5 separate regions of the Mus musculus genome follow, and all the other regions are linked to region 1. Evidence: chromatin contacts called from public HiChIP or PLAC-seq data. All regions are on one chromosome and are shown on one strand. Each heading gives the region's core, a stretch centred on a gene start, on an enhancer-like site or on the middle of the called end of the contact. The rest is flanking DNA. Distances are from core to core; before and after follow the strand shown. Region 1 has its middle 13 kb from the start of Sema6c. Region 2 has its middle 20 kb from the start of Vps45. Region 3 holds the start of Mtmr11 (myotubularin related protein 11). Region 4 has its middle 5.4 kb from the start of Snx27. Region 5 has its middle 22 kb from the start of Anp32e.

Evidence for each region. HiChIP or PLAC-seq counts read pairs in DNA pulled down with a chosen protein or histone mark.
Region 2: a contact with region 1 is called in a FOXA1 HiChIP or PLAC-seq map of pancreatic cancer cells. The contact joins two enhancer-like sites. A contact is called at or near these places in 1 of 39 promoter capture datasets (neutrophils), 1 of 484 Hi-C or Micro-C datasets (embryonic stem cells) and 1 of 115 datasets of contacts at active chromatin or transcription factors (pancreatic cancer cells).
Region 3: a FOXA1 HiChIP or PLAC-seq map of pancreatic cancer cells shows a contact between it and region 1. The contact joins the promoter of Mtmr11 here to the enhancer-like site in region 1. A contact is called at or near these places in 1 of 39 promoter capture datasets (pre-B cells), 1 of 115 datasets of contacts at active chromatin or transcription factors (pancreatic cancer cells) and 1 of 9 other capture datasets (liver).
Region 4: a FOXA1 HiChIP or PLAC-seq map of pancreatic cancer cells shows a contact between it and region 1. The contact joins two enhancer-like sites. A contact is called at or near these places in 2 of 39 promoter capture datasets (liver and pre-B cells) and 1 of 115 datasets of contacts at active chromatin or transcription factors (pancreatic cancer cells).
Region 5: a FOXA1 HiChIP or PLAC-seq map of pancreatic cancer cells shows a contact between it and region 1. The contact joins two enhancer-like sites. A contact is called at or near these places in 1 of 39 promoter capture datasets (liver), 1 of 484 Hi-C or Micro-C datasets (uterus) and 2 of 115 datasets of contacts at active chromatin or transcription factors (differentiating embryonic stem cells and pancreatic cancer cells).

What each region holds. Positions count from the first base shown.
Region 1 is chr3:95,176,422-95,179,121 of GRCm38.p6, reverse strand. No RefSeq gene overlaps it. Among named protein-coding and RNA genes, the nearest start is that of Sema6c, 13 kb to the right of the region's middle. Within about 2 kb of position 1,346, at least 30 of the 459 cell types and tissues checked have an H3K27ac peak or open chromatin away from gene starts, as enhancers often do. A contact at or near this core is called in pancreatic cancer cells, where this site is marked.
Region 2 is chr3:96,077,207-96,079,906 of GRCm38.p6, reverse strand. No RefSeq gene overlaps it. Among named protein-coding and RNA genes, the nearest start is that of Vps45, 20 kb to the right of the region's middle. Within about 2 kb of position 1,261, at least 16 of the 459 cell types and tissues checked have an H3K27ac peak or open chromatin away from gene starts, as enhancers often do. A contact at or near this core is called in pancreatic cancer cells, where this site is marked.
Region 3 is chr3:96,160,705-96,163,404 of GRCm38.p6, reverse strand. It overlaps Mtmr11 (myotubularin related protein 11), which reads right to left and starts at 1,435. Exons shown (of 17, transcript NM_181409.3): 1 at 1,147-1,435; 2 at 686-776; 3 at 192-313. The coding sequence starts at 1,212. Otud7b (OTU domain containing 7B) reads right to left here. Exons shown (of 12, transcript NM_001025614.1): 12 at 2,276-2,700.
Region 4 is chr3:94,586,716-94,589,415 of GRCm38.p6, reverse strand. No RefSeq gene overlaps it. Among named protein-coding and RNA genes, the nearest start is that of Snx27, 5.4 kb to the right of the region's middle. Within about 2 kb of position 1,250, at least 75 of the 459 cell types and tissues checked have an H3K27ac peak or open chromatin away from gene starts, as enhancers often do. A contact at or near this core is called in pancreatic cancer cells, where this site is marked.
Region 5 is chr3:95,949,961-95,952,660 of GRCm38.p6, reverse strand. No RefSeq gene overlaps it. Among named protein-coding and RNA genes, the nearest start is that of Anp32e, 22 kb to the right of the region's middle. Within about 2 kb of position 1,355, at least 443 of the 459 cell types and tissues checked have an H3K27ac peak or open chromatin away from gene starts, as enhancers often do. A contact at or near this core is called in pancreatic cancer cells, where this site is marked.

The DNA of each region.
Region 1 (2,700 bases), core at 97-2,596:
ATGGGCTAAGGTCCCAGACTGAATAAAAAGACTTGGTGGCAAGCGCCTTTATTGGCTGAGCCAACTAGTTGGACTGCTTTAGACATCCAAATTCATCTCAGATTGCATTTAAGAAACTAGAGGTGGGGCTTGAGAGGTGGTTCAGCAGTTAAGAGCATATTTATTGCTCTTGCAGAGACCCTGGGTTTGATTCCCAGCACTCACATGATTGACCATAACTATGTTAACTCCAGTTGCAGAAGGTCCAGGATGTGACATCTTCTTCTGCCCTCTGCAGGCACCCGGTATACACATAGTACACAGATGCATGCAAGCAAAACACTCATATATCTAAAATAAAAATAAATCTTTAAAAAATGGTTTAAAATCAGAAACAGGCCAGGGAGATTGTTCAGTGGTTAAGAGCACCGACTGTTCTTCCAGAGGACCCAGGTTCAATTCCCACCACCCACATGGCAGCTCATAACCACATGTAACTAGTTCCAGGGGATCTGATGCCCTTTTCTGGTCTCTGTAGGCACCAGGCACACATGTGGTACACAGATATACAAGCACACAGAACACAACTATACATAAAAGCAAGTAACATTTTTAAAAACTCAAAAACAACCATAACAGACTGAAATACGTGGATCAGTGTATAAGTATATGATTTCCCAGGTTCCTACCTCCAGCTTCCATACCAATTACTCTCAATCTCTGTCTCTCTCTGTCTCTCTCTGTGTCTCTCTCTGTCTCTCTCTGTCTCTCTCTCTCTGTCTCTCTCTCTGTCTCTCTCGTCTCACTATACTCCAGTCTGTCCTCTAAATCATGGCAATCCTACTACCTCAGCCTCCTGAGTAGCTGGATCACACATCTATGCCACTAAATCTGGTTTTGTGTATATAACCTGCTTCTTTGTTTCTCTCTCTTTCTCTCTTTCTTTCCTTCTCTCTCTCTTTCTTTCTTCCTTTCTTCCTTTCTTCCTTCCTTTCTTTCTTTCTTTCTTCCTTCCTTCCTTCCTTTCTCCCTCCCTCCCTTCCTTTCTTCCTTTTCTTCTTTCTTTTCTTTTCTTTTCTTTTCTTTTCCTTTCCTTTCCTTTCCTTTCCTTTCCTTTCCTTTCCTTTCTTTTCTTTTCTTTTCTTTTCTTTTCTTTTCTTTTCTTTTCTATCTTTTCTTTACTGAGACAGGGTCTCATGTTTCCCAGGCTAGCCTCAAATTCAATGCCCAGCATTATCTTGAACTTCTGACCCAGTGCTAGGGACCAAACGCAGAGCCTCAGGCATGTTAGCAAGCAGTCTGTCTGAGCTCCACCCTGCCTGCATAACCTTAAATGTAAGGAGTCAACAGCTCTAAAGGGTCATCTGCTGGGTCGAATGGCAGTGACTCATACCTGTGTGCTCCAAAGCTTGGGGTGGCAGCCGTAAGACGCAACAAACTTGAGTAATAAATCGTTCAGGCCCTTGTGACTTTGCCCCTAAAGAACCAAGATGCCGAGCAGCTTTTGGAGCTCTCTTGATTGTGGAACCCTTTGAGTCTCAGGTCCCCAAAGCCTTAGACACCTGATGGCTTCAGCCTGCTGAGGCCCTGCTTTCCCCATAATCTCCTAGGATGCCTGAGAAATTAGCTCGGAGGTCCCTGAGGAGGAGGCTCCCGCCACATCCTGCTTTTCCTACTAACAAAGCAAGTGGGCTGATAGTGTGGTCTATTAGAAGTGGAGACACACACCTGTAATCCCAGCTCTTAGGAGACACAGGCAGGAGAGTGAGAAGTTCACTGCCAGCCTGGGATACATGAGAACCTGAAAAAAGCAGAAACAAAACTCTGCCGAGCAGATTTTTTTTAATTGAACTTAAAAAGGATGTTTGTTTGTCTTTCCACTTTTAGCAATAATGTCTGCAACTATCCCTTAATTTACTATCCACTATTATAATCTGCCAGTAGAAAGTTATCATGAGTAATAGGGGATTGCCTCTTTGGTGGTGGCCTATATTATTTTGAGCAAATAACCACGTCCTACAGAACACTTAATTGTGGGGCTTTTGGGAGATGGTGAAAGGAAGCTATGCTGTCCAGGCTTGCCCTGGATTCAGTGTTCCTGACACAGACTCCAAGGGAGTGAGATAACAATGGCCCACCACACACCTACCTAACCTGCTAGATTTAAGCCTATGTATTTCATGCCTTACAAGTCTCTGTTAGCCTATGTTCTTTCCATTTCTTAGAAAAGAAATTGAGTTCCAGGCATAGTGGCGCACACTTTTGATCCCAGCTCTTGGGAAGTAGAGGCAGGCAGATCTGAGTTGGAGGCCAGGCTGGTCTACAGAGTGAGTTCCAGGACAGCCAAAGCTACAGAGAGAAAGGTTATGTGTATGGGGTGGGGTGGGGGAGGGCAGCCGCTTGGAGAGCTTTAGTTAAAGAACAAAAGGTTTCAAGGAAGGGCCCAAGGACTTGCTCTTACTGCAACACAGTTGCTTTCACTTGTTCTGGGTTCCCAGCTGGAGAAGTGAACATTCTCTTAAAAGCACAGATAAAGGAATAAGCAGGACATTGAACTTTAACTGCTGCTGCCCACGAAGAATCCCAAGACTAAAGCTGAGCTGCAGCTCCATGATGGAATCTGCCTGCATCTGTGAGGCCTGGGTTTGTGGGGGAAAACTGTATGTGTACTGAACAGAGATACTGCTCATCATTATTTCCTAAATTGATGGTAGAACGTAT
Region 2 (2,700 bases), core at 12-2,511, 900 kb before region 1:
AATGTATCCATAAAGTCATTTAGACCTGGAACAATTCTCCTTGCTTTAATAAATAATACTAGTTATTATTGTTATAGTAGCAGCAGCAGCAGCAAACATTTAGCTGTGCTCCATGGCACATTCCTATAGTCATAGAACTTGGAAGGTAAAGGGAGGAGGACCAGAGACTCAAGGCCATCCACAGCTAAATAGTGAGCTGTATGAGACCTTTGCTTTTAAAAGGTTTAAAATAGGGGCTGGAGAGGGAGATTAGCTGTTATTTACTATTCTTTCAAAGGATTCGAGTTTAGTTCCCAGCACCCACGCCTGGAGGCTCAAAATTGCCTGTAACTCCAGCTCCAATGAAATTAACACCCTCTCCTGGACTCTGTACCCACCTGTTCACACACCACACTCACTCACACACACCCACAAAATTACACACACTCATATACACACACAAAATCACACACACACTCACACACACACACACCCTGGGTTTGAGTAGTGGGATTTTTGTTTGTTTGTTTGTTTTGTTTTGTTATTGTTTGATATTTTTGTTTTTGAGACTGAGTCAGGTTTGTATCCAAAGTTGGCCTCAAACTCAGCATCTCCCTGACTCAGACCTGCCCCTGCCCCTGCCCCCAGCACTGAAATCAGAAGGCTTGCACCACCCTTTCTTTTTCAGAGATGTTGGTGGGGTGCTTGCTTGCTGGCTTGCTTGGGTTTTTTCTTTGTGTGGTTGGTTTGGCTTTGGTTTTGCCCTGTTTGTTAGAGTGCATGTCTGTTTTATTGACTTTTTCCCACCTTTCAAGTTGGCAACATTTCTACTGTTGCACCGCCTTTGCTTCACTTTCGTTTAGTTATCTATTTTTATTACACTCACTTATTCTGTGCTGAAGGGGTATATCCACGCTGCAGCAAGCTTGTAGAGGTCAGAGGGCAACTTTTAGAAGTTGGTTTTCTCCTTCCACCAGGAGGATTCCAGGGATCAGAGTCAGGAGGTCAGACTTGGCAGAGAGCCCCTTTCCCTGCAGAGTCATCCAGCTGGACTTGTTTTGTTATTTGCTTGTTTTTTTTAACTTTTTATTGAGTCTTTGAATTTCACATGATGCCTCCCATACTCATCTCCCCTTCCTTCCATACCTGTCTTCTGTCCCTGCAACTTCTCCCCAAAAGAAAAAAAAAAAATCTCAATGTAGAAGCTGCAGTGGGTCACAGTGTGTCCCTCAGTATACCCTTTTGCCCACACAGTTTTCCTTGCAAATATTCATTGCAATGAGTCATCATTGGTCTGGTTCAAGGCCTCTGGTTTCTACAACACTATCAATACTGGATCCTCACCAGGACTCCTCTAGGATATCCTGTTGTTGCCCTGTGTCATGGAGATCCAGCAGCTTTGGGTCTGCAGGACCAGCTCCATCACTTACTCTAGCAGATGGGGCAAGCCAGCTTGTAGCCTTGGGTCTGGATCTGGGTGGTAGACCAGCTGGTCAGCCACGAGTTCTCCTGCACCCACACCACCAGGTGAAGTGCAGGCTACTCTCCAGCACACTAGCCACTGCAGGGCTCGCCTGTGCCCCACCACCATCAGGACCAGCTCTGCTGCCCAGGCAAGGTGCAGTGTCTGCTCTCCCGAGTCCTGCAGTGGGCAAGGGGTGGGGCCGGCTTTTTGCAGCCCTCAGACATCAACCTGGCCCTAGACGAGAGCCCAGACCAGGTATATCCCCATGGCATTTGGTGGCAATATGGGACACTGATACCAACACAGACCCCTGCTGTTGCAAGACCACAGACGGAGACCTGGCTCTCAACAGCAGTATAGGCTGGGACATCACCATGTCCACTTACTGTTCCTCACCACCCTCCTGTCTCCTGTTCCACCCCTCTTCACAGTGCACAAACCATTCTGCTTCTCTTCCTCGCCCATCTCTCTACCACATACTTGCTCATGATAGTGGTGCCCACCCCTCGCTGTGTGGCAGGTGGACCTCTGGGTATCTTCCCCTTGTTTTGTTTTAAATACCACTTTCTATATGCTAAACGGTTCTGCTTTGGTATGTCTTCAGTGCTGTCTTTAACTGTAATCTTCATTTACCCTTTAATAGGAGAACTCCATTTTCTCTTGTAGCTACTGGTTAGTGCTATGTTTCCCCACCCACTACCCTCACACTCATTTTTTTTTTTTAAAGATTCATTTATTTATTATATGCAAGTACACTGTAGCTGTCTTCAGACACCCCAGAAGAGGGCATCAGACCTCATCACAGATGGCTGTGAGCCACCATGTGGTTGCTGGGATCCGAACTCCGGACCTTCGGAAGAGCAGTCGGGCGCTCCCACCCACTGAGCCATCCCACCAGCCCCCCTCACACTCATTTTAAGACACTCTTTAAGCCCGCCTGCATCCCCTGGGCTGAGAATCAGCAGGCCTTCCCCTGTTGCTGATCTCTGGATAGGTCTCTGCCTTGTAAAGGTCATTTTACACATTTGCCCTTCCTGTTCAGTTGATACCTTAAAAGATGTTCTGAGGCCTCTTATCCTGGCATTTGAAACAATAGTTCTCCAAGGAAGAGCCTTCAGCCTTTGCATCTGCACCACCAGTGGCATTAGTTAAAAACAGTTTCCTGGGCGCCATCTAAAAATCTATTATGCTAGAACGTCTAGGTGCAAGGGTCAGAGATACCTATTTTAAACAAGCACCCCCAAGATAAGTCACTT
Region 3 (2,700 bases), core at 186-2,685, 980 kb before region 1:
CCGCCCCTCCCCCGTAGAAGGCAGCTTCCATAGAAATAATTCTACCATTTACTGATACATTCACAAGAAAAACAGAGCATTGCTATGTAGCCTAGGTTAGCCTGGAACTCTCATGGTCTTCCATCTCAACGCCCCACCCCCCAACTGCTGGGACACCGCACCAAGCTTTTCTATTACACTAATCACCTCACCTGCTTTCGCTGCCATCCACAAGGCTGGAAGGTTACCCTAAAGTTAGTGCAGATCAGAGTTCCAGGCAGGTCTAGTCCTGGCCCTTTCCTTCGTCCTGGTGCCCATGCTAGGATATGCTCCCCTAAAAGGGAGAAAGAGAAGCAAAGGTCTAACTATCCCCAATGCTGCCCCACACTTCTATGTGGCTACTCGTCTATCCTTAGATGTAAAATTGAAGGAAAAGAATAGACTTTTTTTTTTAACTTCTAAAACCCTGCATAGAACGTGGCACATATACACTCACTGGTCTTTGGATAGTTAATAAGAAAAGTGGTAGCCGGGGTGAGAAAGCAGAATGAACAATGTCCAGGCCTTCCACAAGCTCTGAGGAAGGAGGCAGGAGAATGAGTCTCAGAAACACTTCGAGGAAAGGAATAGGGAGTATCTTTGGTGAAAACAAAAAAGGATGGGGTAGGAAGACTTTTAAAGGAATCTAGAGAGGTCATTTTATTACCTGGGAGACAACCAGAGGCCAGGCAGCTGCCAAGCTGATGACTGCTGGGCTCCGGCATCCTGTTCCCTGGGTTAGACTTCGGTCCAGAGAGCTGAGCAGGGGAGAGAGTTAATCTGGGACCCCCTAAACTCAGAATCTGGGATTTCTCCAGTAGCTGCCTTTGGAGACCCGCATTGAGTTCATTTGTTCGGGTTCTTCCCCCCCCCCCCCCCCCCCTTCTCTGCTCTGCTCTCCTCTCCTCTCAGGGAAATTGAGATCACTGACTGCGGCTGGCAGACAAGACAAGGAGGGGCTGGTTAATGGATAATGAGACAACTCGAGACTGAAAAAGGCAGACGAGCTCCATAACAGTTGATAAAACAGATACACCCTCCTCCTCTGAATCCTTTCCTTCCCCTTTAATTTCCACAGCATCCCATTCACACTCTCTTGTTAGCTACCCTCCCATTCCTTTTCCTTACCCCCATCTCTGGCTCCTCCTTCTGGGGGGCAATGTTGAAACTCTGGCCCCGGCCCCCCCACCACATTTCCCTGGCTCCATCCGGGAGTAGAGCAGCTAAGGGTGGGAGTCCTCAAAGATGCTGGCTCTTTTTGGGGAGAGGCTAAATCCTAGAGGTGGGGAGAAAGAGGCTGGGGAGGACGCAGCGGTAGCGGCATTTCGGATACCAGGAGCACAGTTCCAGGGGTCTTATTTGAAAGGTGTGTCCTGCCCAGACAGGGGAGGCTCTTTGGAAACTTCGGTGACTCTAAGAGAACAGGCAAGATGCCCAGCCCCTTAAAGGAGAATACGCAATTTTTTTTTTCAAAGTAGAAAGGAAATGGAGGAGCTTAAGAAAGATGGGAGGAATGGGGGAACTGGGGATACCCAGATTCCCTTAACCCACATCCACATTTTAGTCTCTTTCTGTTCGTGAATATTAGTGGGTGTGACGAGGGGAGCAGTAGTTAAATGAAAACATTTTGGGCTAGCTCTCTATACTTTTTCAATGAGAGATGAAACACTAGGAAACTCAGTTATTTTGGTTTCGTTTATTCATGGGTTTTGTGATTTTGTTCATTTTCAGCCTCCTCTGACAACCTAACGGGTTGAGAAGGGGACATAAAGGGAACTGAACCTTGTGTCCTTTTCTGGAGAGCGTGACAGGCCCAGGGGCAGAATGGAGTGGACGGAAATTGGTGTGTCTGGGATGCAGACACAGCACAGGTATTTTGGTGTGCAAATCTCGGCAGTGGGGCGGGAGCTAGAAAACCCAGAAAAAGATCGTGGTATATCTAAACCAGCCTTTGCGCCCGGCGAGCGCACCTCCCCACTCCCGCAGCCACCTATTCCTATGGAAAGCCCAGCCCCAGGTACATGACTCCGCCCCTCCAACCCAGTCACCAGATCTCCTAATGAATGATTCATGTTCTGGACTTTGAAAGCTAAGGACTGGAAAACTCTTTTCAGCTCCAGGATCACATTTCCCCCTCCTTCCCTGCTGAATTTAAAAAGCAAAGATGGGGCTGTAGGGCACTGAACAGAGATGCTAAGGAGGGCAGCTTGAGGGCAGCATGTTTCAACACGGAGAAGACAGGAAATGAAATACAAAATAGGTGTTAATGAGCTGCTGTTTTATTGTTTTTGAGTCTGTACAGAGGCAGCAATCCTTAGGTGGGGGCCGTGACATTCAACACTCCCTTCCCCACAGCACACATCCTTCCAGCCTCAGCTTCCAAAGTTCTCTTTGTTGGCTGCAACTGTGGAAATAGTGAACTAGCATGAGCAGAGACTGGAACAAACAGGTATGTACTTGCTAGCAAGCTGGTCTAGACGCCTGATTGTAGAAGTCCTAAAGACTGCTGGTCACCACCACCCCACCACACACCTCAATGCTTCTGGAATAAAGTATGTAGTAAGGAACAGCTTAGGAACAGGTGTGCCAAAATCCCATGACCTACTTTTCTTCTCCCCACCACTTTCCTCCGAAAGCCTCATTCTGTTCTTTAATATCTTGAGGTATGGGAACAGCAGAATA
Region 4 (2,700 bases), core at 1-2,500, 590 kb after region 1:
TTAGAAGCCTGCACTTATGCTGCACCTCTCCCTCCCTCCCTCCCTCCCTCCCTCCCTCCCTCCCTCCCTCCCTTCCTTCCTCTCTTTCTCTTTTCCTCTCTTCCTCTTTCTTTCTTTCTTTCTTTCTTTCTTTCTTTCTCTCTCTCTCTCTCTCTCTCTCTCTCTCTCTCTCTCTCTTCCTTTCTCTCTTTCTCTCTTTCTTGCTTTCATATCTCCATGGAGACGAAGTGGTGTCATGTGGAAGCGTCTCAAAGCCCACCCTTCTAACTTTTTATCTCTTCTTGCTCCCACCTTTTGTATTTGCAGAACTCCAATTTGAGTCTGGTATTCATTGGAAGCTATACATTCAGGGACAGCCCTACTCTTAGTGTCAGGAGACAGTCTTGACTCGTTTAAACTAGCCAAGGCAGTTGTGTTTGTTGTTGTCAATGGTTGGTTTAGCTTATTAGCATGTGAGACAGGAGAGAACACTAGGAAGGTGACTGCTGGGGAACTTGCTTGCTTTCCTTTGTGTATGAGTGTTTTGCCTACAGGTCTGTCTGTCTGTCTGTCTGTCTGTGCACCACTTGCTTGTCTGGTGCCCTTGCAAGTCAGAAGAGGGTATGTGATACTGTGGAATTGAAGTTGTGGATGGTTGTGAGGCATTATGTGGATGCTGGAACTCAAACTCGGGCCCTCTGCAAGGACCAGTTTGCCATTTTCTGGAAGCTTGCATTCAGCTTGGGAAGGTAAAGCCCAGCTAAATACTCTCTGTCATGTTCTAAACTGAGCTGTGCTGACCATAGATGCAGTAAGGAGTTACATTGATTTTCCTTTTGCTGTTTTTGTTACTACAGACCCAGCAGCTTAAAACAGCTGTTCTTCCTATTGGAGGGCTTGGTGTCAAGAGTCCATCTAGGCACAGCTTGTTTGGGGCCTCTATTCAGATTTCACATGGCTACAATCAAGGTTCTGTTAGGCGGTTTCTTTGTGGCACTTGGGTCCTCTTCCACGTGTCATGTGTTTGTTGGCAGAATTTCATGAGGATATAAGTTGGAGGGACCTATGGTCTTCCTATCCCCAAGAGCCACTCAGGTTCTGAAGTCCCCTGTTGCTTCACGTATGTGGGTTGCCTCCTAGACAGTTCTGAACCTTCCCCAAAGCCAGCAGGACCAGTCTTGCTAAGAAGCAGCCTTACTTGACACAGCAGAATCATGGGTGTGACACAGCTGTCAACTTTGGCACATTTTATTGCCCAGAAGCAAGTCACGGGTTCTACTTACCTTCAAGGGAGGGGGTTACACAAGAGCGTGACTCATTAAGGGGTCATCCGGAACTGTAGTTGCCTCAGGGATTTAGAAAAGGGAAATGTCAGAGAGAGTAGCAGTCTTCAGGGACACTGGAGAGAGACTTCAGCTAGGGCTTGGCCGAGGAGAGTTCAGAGCAGCAAAAAGGTAAAAAACATCTACAACCAAAAGGTTGTGTGAGCAGACATGCAGAGGTGGGGTTTCCACTTAAGTATCTCTGCTTGAAAAGGGTGATGGAACTCACTGCCCCTGCAGGTCACAGGATGTAGGGAGAATTTATCAAGATGGTGGACAGAGGAAAGAGAGTATCTGGCTTTGGTCAGAACACTCCAGTTCAAGGTTCAGTTCTTGGGTTAATTAGCAGGTCTGCTGTTATCTGAGCCTTTGTGAGGGTAAACTGGGCTCTGAGGTGGGATGTGCTCTGCAAACAATGAGTGGTCCAAGTCTGATACTGAAGACAGCTTTGCTGACTTCCAAGACTCCGTGTGTCCGAGTCCCCCGGTCTCTGATTCCTCTTAACTGATCTCTTTGCTCTTCAAGTCTTCTGCATAGTGGCTAGAGGAAACGTTTCCTGGGCAGCTTAGCTTAGAGTAAGGTATTGTCTACTTTACTCTGTCATTTGTCACCACCCAAAGGCTTCCAAACCTATGCAGTGGCCCAGACTCCAGTGTCCAGTCGTGACTTGACAAATTGTCTTGGGCTTCTCACAGGCTCTTCAGGTTCACTAGGCTCCAAGTGAACTCTGTGTCACTCCTCTTCCTTCTTGTACTGGGGGACTGTGTACCCTCACTTCCTCCCTGTGCCACGGTACCTGAGATCCTCCCAGGTTCTGAGCCTCTCCTCTCCCACACCTCCCTCCTTGTATCCCCTCTGCTACCGCCCTAGTTTGAGTCCCATTAATTCTCCCGAATCACTGCAACTGCTTCTTAATTATCTATCTCAGCTCACTCTCCAGACGTCCCGGAGCATGAACTTTTCTGAAGTGCAAGTTTGACAATGTGGTTAATCCATTCAAGAAGCATTCAAAGACCCCTAAAATCCTAGGAATGAAATTCCAATTCCCGGGCACAGACAATATCTAGTATCTTGGAGCCTCCCAAGTTCTAACTCTCCTGTCTTCCAACTCTGTTCTCCCGGCCACAGTCCTACTGAGCAGCACATTCCCACACTACACTGAGGTTCTTTCGGACCTCAACATCCCTCACCATCATTCTCTGTTGTGAATTTGTCCATGTATAACCACATCTCCCTATGCCCTCACCTCCAGATGCTTGAAAGTGTCTGTCACCTCTCTCAGTGTGATTTAACTGTTCTAGTTTTGTCTTTTGCTATCTTGACTGCTAGCCTATGAACTTTTAAGACATTTCACATAGCCCAGGCTGGCCCTGAACTCAGTAAGTAGCTCTGTGAGGCT
Region 5 (2,700 bases), core at 106-2,605, 770 kb before region 1:
CAAGTGTTTTACCACCTCTCCTTCTTCAAATAGCAGGGACCAAACCACTAGCTTTGTGCTACACTCTGCTCCATCCTTGTCTGTTTGAGGATAGGACTGGCTATGTGGCCTAGGATGGCCTGCAGTCCAAGACCTTTTCCATGTTTCTCAGACCTCCAAAGAAACTTCTACTGTACAAAACAAACTGATGCAAACATTCTAAAGTGGTTCGTTGGTTCTAATAAAAAGGATTTAAGGATGATTTTACTTTGATACTTTTGACAAACTACCTTCAGCTGTGATTGACTAAAAGACGGAAAAATAAGTCCTAACTCTCTCTGTAATGGACCTTTACAAAGTCTCTCTGTTGGAATCACTCGTTCGGTAAAGAAAGAGCCTTCGTGTTTTTTGTTTGTTTGTTTTTTCGAAGCAGGATTTCTCTGTCCTGGAACTTACTTTGTAGACCAGGCTGGCCTCGAACTCAGAAAATCGCCTACCTCTGCCTCCCAAGTGCTGGGATTAAAGGCGTGCGCCACCAAGCCCTGCTGTCTTCCTGTTTTATGTGTAGTCTCGGAGTCGGTTTTCTTCAGTGCTTTCTCCCAGCACCTGCTCAACTTGACTGATGTAGTTTTAAGTTTTATCAATTAGCAGCAGTTCCAGGAGTAGGGAAAGGGGATGGATAGATAGGAGGGTTAGCTCCTGAGGACAAGGTCAGTGAAAAATGTGTACAAACAAGCTGGACAGTGGTGGCGCACGCCTTTAATCCCAGCACTCAGGAGGCAGAGGCAGGCGGATTTCTGAGTTCGAGGCTAGCCTGGTCTACAGCGTGAGTTCCAGCACTGGCTGCTCTTACAGAGGACCAATCCCCAGAGGCTCCCAAGCATCTGATACCTCCGAGGGCACCAGGCACACGAGTGATACACACACACACACACACACACACAAGACATTCATACACATAAAATCTAAATTAAAACAAACAAACAAACAAAAAAACTAGCCCTCACCGGGCAGTGGTGGCGCACGCCTTTAATCCTAGCACTTGGGAGGCAGAGGCAGGCGGATTTCTGAGTTCGAGGCCAGCCTGGTCTACAGAGTGAGTTTCAGGACAGCCAGGGCTACACAGAGAAACCCTGTCTCGAAAAAAAACCAAAAACAACAAAACAAAACTAGCCCTCATTTCTTTAGAAGACACATAACGTTGCTGTTTCCGATTACTGGCTAACCAGGGTTGGGCGATAGTCTTCAACATCAGGCTTTAGAATGATGCAACACTGAAATTGGGAATCATTAGGCAAACGTTGCGAGACCCGAAGGACAATGAACAGCGTAGAGGATCCCTGAGGTCCGTGATGCGGAAACTCCAGAGCCGTGCTTCCGGCGCGACTGCGCATGCACGGGAGCTCTGACAAGGGATGGGGCGGGGGTTGGGGGGGTGGTGGAGTGAGGCCGAGCCTCGTGACCAGAGCTGCGGCCCAGTGGAGTTTAGAAAGGCGTCCTTGTGATGGGATTCGGTCAGGTCGAGTCTGTCCCTTAGCCCCTGGGGCAACCGTGTCTCACTCCCAGGAGCCCAGGCCTGGCAGGTGCATCCGACGTAGTCGATCTGACGTCACATCCGCCTTCGCTAGCTCCGGAACGAGTGCTCGATTTGCAGTTCTGTCCTAAGTCCTGTTCTTGGCGGACCCCAGCAGGGCGCTCTGCTGTAGTAGCAGCAATTAGAAAACGGAAAATAAAGATTGGAAGCTCGGGATATGCCCAGGGACTGCGGCAGAGGACTGACTTCCAAAAGCATTTAGATAAATGGCATGACCTGTTCAAGCCTATCAAGACCCGATACGTGGCAGCACGCTGGCTCGACCCGGGGATCGCGGTGGGAAACGCGACCTTAGAAGAGTCTCCTTAAAAGTTGGCGTCTAGCGCAGCACCTCCTGCGAACTGCAGCCCGGGAACCCCATATTCCGATATATACAGCTTTATTACAAAATAAAATCTGTAAAATCTTATAGATGACTGTGAACATCCACTTCTGTATTTGCCAGGCACTGGCATAGCCTCATACAGCTATACCAGGGTCCCTTCAGCAAAATCTTGCTGGCATATGCAATAGTGCCTGGGTTTGGTGGCTGATTATGGGATGGATCCCCTGGTGGGGTAGTCTCTGGATAGTCCATCCTTTCATCTTAGCTCCAAACTTTGTCTCTGTAACTCCTTTCATGGGTATTTTGTTCCCTACTCTAAGGAAGAGTGAAGTATCCACCCATTGGTCTTCCCTCTTCTTGATTTTCTTGTGTTTTGCAAATTGTATCTTGGGTGTCCTATGTTTCTGGGCTAATATCCACTTATCAGTGAGTGCCCCCAATAGAGAAGCTAGAGAAAGCACCCAAGGAGCTGAAGGGGTCTGCAACAATAGGTGGAACAACAATATGAACTAACCAGTATCCCCAGAGCTCGTGTCTCTAGCTGCATATGTAGCAGAAGATGGCTTAGTCGGCCAACACTGGGAAGAGAGGCCCCTTGGTATTGCAAACTTTATATGCCCCAGTACAGGGGAATGTCAGGGCCAAGAATTGGAAGTGGGTGGGTAGGGAAGCAGGGCGGGGTGAGGGTATAGGGAACTTTCGGGATAGCATTTGAAATGTATATAAAGAAAATATCTAATAAAAAATCTGTAAAATCACTTGGAATTCGAATTTTTTAAAATTCTCATTGTTAATCTTATCC